Linked DNA regions of Hordeum vulgare: region 1 is linked to region 2. Evidence: chromatin contacts called from public Hi-C data. All regions are on one chromosome and are shown on one strand. Each heading gives the region's core, a stretch centred on a gene start, on an enhancer-like site or on the middle of the called end of the contact. The rest is flanking DNA. Distances are from core to core; before and after follow the strand shown. Region 1 holds the start of LOC123398845 (serine/threonine-protein kinase STY8-like). Region 2 has its middle 110 kb from the start of LOC123395877.

The links. A called contact is a pair of places that touch in the nucleus more often than the background predicts.
Region 1: a Hi-C map of seedling shows a contact between it and region 2, with 3 times the contacts expected there. The contact joins the promoter of LOC123398845 here to the enhancer-like site in region 2. A contact is called at or near these places in 2 of 6 Hi-C or Micro-C datasets (leaf and seedling).

Annotation. Positions count from the first base shown.
Region 1 is chr5H:265,650,685-265,653,763 of MorexV3_pseudomolecules_assembly, forward strand. LOC123398845 (serine/threonine-protein kinase STY8-like) reads left to right here and starts at 1,679. Exons shown (of 16, transcript XM_045093292.1): 1 at 1,679-2,153; 2 at 2,858-2,972. The coding sequence starts at 1,918.
Region 2 is chr5H:265,506,962-265,509,793 of MorexV3_pseudomolecules_assembly, forward strand. No RefSeq gene overlaps it. Among protein-coding and RNA genes, the nearest start is that of LOC123395877, 110 kb to the left of the region's middle. Within about 2 kb of position 1,335, at least 3 of the 3 cell types and tissues checked have open chromatin away from gene starts, as enhancers often do. A contact at or near this core is called in leaf and seedling, where this site is marked.

The DNA of each region.
Region 1 (3,079 bases), core at 429-2,928, 140 kb after region 2:
TTGCATATTTGTGTTTGCAATACTTAAGAATGTATGTCTCTATGCTCGTATGATTTTCATCGAGTGATTACTTTGTCATTCGGTTGAGTTTTATGTTTTCTTCGGCCTTGCGTCTGCTTTTCACATCTTTCCTTATCATTTTACCATGTTAGGTAATGTGTTGTATCGTTGTGCCACAATTATCTATGCAAATGCAATCAACTACTGTATGAAAATAATTATCACTCAGTTCTTTGAAAATCTTTTTGAGTACCCCATCTAAGTTAACCTTCGCTTGTGTTGTATCAGTTTATCTTCAGTGATCCATTTGTCTACTTATCTGTGTTGCTGTGAATGGAATTTAATAAAAGTTTCGCAAGAATTTTTGAATCTCCCATTCACCCTCCTCTGGTCGATATATTGCCGGTCCTTACAAAGGTGCAATCTACAATGCAAATACCTCCAACACTTGTAGGGTCATGTGCTCAAAGCATAGTTGCATTAGCGACATCTGCTATGCCCTTTAGTTTGTTTGTCTAGATCGTCTGAACTTCGTTTGATCGTCTCCCATTTTGCTGCAAAACTTGTATATTTTGCTCACGGATCAACACTCTAGGTCCAACAAGGGCATGAGACGTCGTGCTGTTTGAACTTATGTATACTACTATTATGCACCGTAAGTTTTTATCTGATGTGTTCTATTGTTTTTGTGTGATGTGGTGTTCTTATGTGATGTGTTGTTTTGTGTTTGTATGATGTGAAGTGTTGCAAATTGGTTGTAAAGCCACCACATTTTAAAGGGACGAACAAGACAACTACTTGCACACAGTCAAAAGTTATGTGTTACATGTGCTCATTTGTAAATCACAAATGCAGTCAACCAAACAACAAACCCTATACGGCCAATCAACACGAGTAAATGTTGAATTTTTGTCAGCATTTTCTTAAACAGGCCCAACTAATAAAACAAGGGAAAAGTTTACGTTCAGCCGACGGATCGCACGCGAGCGATCCGCCGGCTCCTCTGTACGAGCGTGTTTCTTTCCTGTAACTTTACCTGTGTTGTAAAATTTTCGTCCGCAAGAATACACACGTTGCAAAACATAAAAACGAAGAAAACGCCAAAACATGCGGAAAGAAAAAGCTGCAACAAAGCGATTGTTTCAGAAACTCGAGCGTTGTTTCAGTAATATTACCGGATGCCCAGCCGCAGCGCGCGGGAAGAAAAAAACTGCAACAAAGCGATTGTTTGAGAAACTCAAGCATTGTTTCAGGAATTACCGGGTGCCTAGCTGAAACGCGCGCGGAGAAAAAAACTGCAACAAAGCAATTGTTTCAGGAATTACCGGATACCCAGCCGAAGCGCGCGCAAAGAAAAAAAAACTGCAACAAAGCAATTGTTTCAGAAACTCGAGCATCGTTTCAGTAATTAGGCCAAAGCCCCGCGTGCGGATCGGATGAATGAGATCGGCTAAATGCACAAAATCAAACGGCTGTGAAGGTGACAGATCATTGAAAATAATCCGTCGATGGAAGCGTAGGGTTGCCCATAAAACAAACAAACAAACATGCAAAATTCCAAAAATAATGTAAACAACCAAACAGCCCATGAGTGAAGCCGGACGTACGGAGGGTGGGGCATTTCGTCGCCACGGAAAGACCATTTCAACCCTGGTATGGCATCAAATTTACTTCCCCACACCTCGCGCCTACTCACTCGAGCCATCATCGTCTTCCTCTTCTTTCTCCCCCTCCCCCACTCCTATCCTTCTCCCTTAAGTGCTCCAACTACCCAGTAGTGCCCACCAACCCGCGAACCTTCTAGAACACGCCGTCGGTTGAGCGGGACGGAACCCTAGATGAGCGCCGGAGCTTGGAGGGGACGGACGATGCGCGCCGGTTGACCCGCTCGGGCGGCGGCGGAGGGTTTGCGGGGGGATGGCAGTGGCAGCTGAGGGTGGGGGCGTGGAGGAGGGCGTGGGGGAGAGCTCTTCTCCTCCGCGTAGCGCGCCGCCCGCGCCTGCCGTGTCGGGCGGGAGCGGCGGAGGCGGGGGAGCCCCCCGCGACATCTGCACCCAGGTGTTCGAGCGGCTCGTCGCCGACGGCAACGAGGAGGCGGCAGGCCCCGACTTCCGCGTCCAGCTCGAGGCCCATTTCGCGCGGCTTCCATTCAGGTGATCGGTTAGCTCTGCCAATGTCACTCGGTAGCGCAGTTCAGATGGTTTTGGGCTTCTCTGTTAGGTCTCGTGATGGTTAATGGCTAGTATCGTGCTAGCATATAAAAACTGCTGCCCCGGTGACACTCGAGCTTCCAGTGTTCACTTGTGTTTCATTCGCTGGGAGTGTTGTGGTGTTGGACTTGTCTACGGAATTGAACCGACTCAGTATTTTTTTGCTCGGGGAATCGATCTGTTTACATTTTATCTACAGTAATGTCGAGTTGGACAATCAGCAGTCTTACTATGCTCACTCGATTTTGAACTGGCCTCCTCTGGGCTTAAGCTAAGCTTCGAGGTAAATCAAGTGAATATTACTGCATTCAGATCCTTATCTTCCAGAAAGGAGTTCTTGTTCTGGACGCTTGCCCTTTACTTGGCTGCTGGTCTGTTATGCTTCTGGTTATGTGGTATTTTATGTTCGTATAGAATGGATGAATTGTTGGTTAAATTCTTGTGTTATTCTCGTATTCACCATTTGCAAATCCTCTTCTCTGTGGGAGTTGTTCCCTTTTTTATACCACCACCTCATATCAGGAAATGAAGCTGTTGAGGTCATTATTTAGGATTCAGTATTCCTAGGCCAGTTAATTATTTCTTCTTTGTCTTTTGTACACTCATAGGGCTAATATTGGTTCATCTTTGTTTTTGTCATTCTGTAGCTATCAACTTGATATCAATGTCGACAAATCAGCAGATGTCTTGGTCCATCAGAAGGTCTTGGCGGAAGCAAAGGATCCTCTGAGGCGCCCTGCTTTCCGCGTCCGTTTCTTGAGGGTAAAGCTCTTATGTTGGTTGGATTTTCTACAAGCAACTAATTAGTGTTACGTGACAACTGTACCTTCCTTTATTGGCTAGTGGATGCTTGTTGGATTCTAGCTAGT
Region 2 (2,832 bases), core at 85-2,584:
ATCTCTGGCGACCTTCAAGATTCATCGGTTTCATTGGTTTGTCAAGAAGCAACTAAGTTTTACCTCTTCCTTTCCACCTCCTCTTCCCGTTTTCATTCTTAGATCTCGGGTCCACATCTCTTGTTAGTGGAGGAGAGTTGCAACAGCCCGGAACCGACGCTCTGGAAGATTCCCATTTTATTCCGGTGTGGTCGTCTGATTCATCTTGTTGTCGCATTCATCATCACATCATTTGCATCATTTGCATCATCTACATAGCACCAACAGTCCGTTGCCATCAATTTTTTTGAAATTTGCATCTGTTGTTAGTTGCTGGTTCTGTCCATTTTGTCGTTGGTCGTTTCGGGACTAACCACACACGCGCGCGCCCGTGACATTGTTAAAATATGGTTTTTAAAAGTGTGTATAAAAATTTCTCGGAATGGGTTGAAAGTTCGTGTGTTGTCTTGTTTTAGTGTAGGTAGGACGTTTGCTAAATTTCATCGCAATCGGAATCTGTTTAATACCTGAACCGTTAAATGTATAGAGGCACTATAGCCGGTTAAAACATCGAAGGTTTTTGATATTTAAAAACTTGTCACGGGCTGCCAAACCCCCCTCTCACCTCAACCCACCCCCCTCTACACAAGCACTAGCCCACCTAGCGTAAGCCCTATCCGTCCGGAGCCATTAGATCGCTATCCTACGGCCCGAAAACAGACTAAAATCCTCATTTGTAGGCCCATTTGCTATAAATAGACTCCCAAACAGTGCAAACCGGGTAAACCCTAGTTCCACCTCGAACCCCGCGCCGACTAGCCACCTCTCCATTGCTGCCACCTGCCAAGTTTGCCTGCAGCTCGCCCTGGCCCTCCCGCGCCTCCGCCGCCCGAACCGCTCCTCCCTGCGGCCTCCCGCAAGAGCCCGAGCGCTGCCCGATCCACTCGCCTCCTCGCCACCAAGCCGTGACGGCTAGCGCACCGTCGACCTCGCCAGAGTCCGCCCTCGGCCAACGGAGCCCCGACATCATCAGAATGCGTCGCTACCTCGCCATACCTATGCTCGAGCAGCCGCCGCTGGAGATCGACACCCCCGCCGGACCTTCCCCCGAAGCGGGATCCGATGCCCCATGGTCGGGTCTATCATCATCCGTCCCATCGGCCACCGCCCCCTCGTCCTCGGCCGCCTCGTCACCCGCCAGCGCCCTAGCGCCCCAAGCTAGCCGTCGCCACGCCATGTCTCCCGTCTTGAGGAGCATCGTTGCCCTAGCCGCTCGCCTCGGCCGCTCCCCAACCAGGTCGAGCCTCGCCCCACATGGGCCACGTGCCTCCTCGCAGCCCAGCTCTGCTCGATCCACCGGCCCGCTCTGTCTTCGGCTCAGCAGCACTCGGCCCAGTGCCAAGCCCAGCCGTAACAAGCTCAAGGCCTTATGGTGAGCACCGCCATGCTATCTCACGCCCGAACGCCATTTTGCTATCTTGCGCCCACGTATGCACTATTGGCTCAATTGCAGCTCTGGTGTAGTTATAGTTTTTTTTCTACCTCTGGGAATTTCAACATTTCCATTGTATTTCATAATTTCAGAAAAGTGTCATAATTTCAAATTGCTCATAAATAAATAACCGTGGACCGGATTAAAATGTTTTAAATATTTAAAATGTGTAGTATTTTATGTAGATTAATAATTTCCAACTTTCATCCATGTTAAAAATATTTAAAATGTTGTTTGCATGAAATTTGCATAAATGCCATAAGATGCATAATTGTTATGTAATTTCCCCATAGTAAATACCCACATGTTATATATGATTTTGGCGTATAAAAATCCAATTAATTTTACCGTGCAATTAGTTTGTAATTTGAGCAAGTTTGTGTGCATGATATTTTGTTGTGATGTCTTTTTGGATTTCGTGTGATTTAATCCGTGCTTCAGAATTAAACAAACTTAAGATTAAAAGTGTTTAGAATTTTGTGTAGATTCATAATAGCCAACTTTCATGCATGTGTAAAATATTCAAACTTTCTGTTTGCTTAGTTCTGCGTAAATGCCATATTAAAATGATTTATTTCATAACTAAATAACCGTTGCTGCGATTTAAATAAACTTTATATTAAAAATGTTGTGCTTGATGTGTTGTACATGATTGTGGCATTGGCATGCATAATAGATTGCATCTACATGCTCATATCTCTGTTGCAAGTGTTTCGTGAATATGTCTAAACTATTATTTTGTTCGATTTTGCGTGGGTGATTGCATCTAGTTTGTAGGTCTTTTGCATATGATTCCTTCATGAGAATTGTTGTAGGATATGTCTACTTTGATTCAATGCATATGGTTGCCATGTAGATTATCATTAACATGCTCATTTGGTTCTCCCAAGGTGCTGTCATGTTAAAATCTGCAATCTGTTTTTGTGAAGTTCCATTTTGTGAAGCTCGAATTAAGCAAACCACGCCTCTTTTGATTTTGCGGAAAGGAGTAAATTGTAGTAGGACATGCCTAATTGCATATGTTTTTCTTGCTGTCAATATGCCTTCATGATAAAAATGCATTGCTAAAACTGATATTTCACTAAGTCTGAAATTGTGTTCAACTAGACATTTTGTGAGCTCGTTTCCTAGTGATCCATGCTTCTATGAAGAAGGTTGTTGTGAATCTTGTACACTATTGCCTCATCTCTTGATTGAGCATTTTAGATTCCTACAACTTGTTGTTTTGGTGTGTATAAAATGTCGTGTTCATGTTTTTGGGTAGATTATGTCTATTTCTTGTATTGGTTGTATTTGTTAAACCCTTGGTCCGATTTGTACATGCCATATATGAAACTTCCTTAAAATCTCATGTAGTTTCA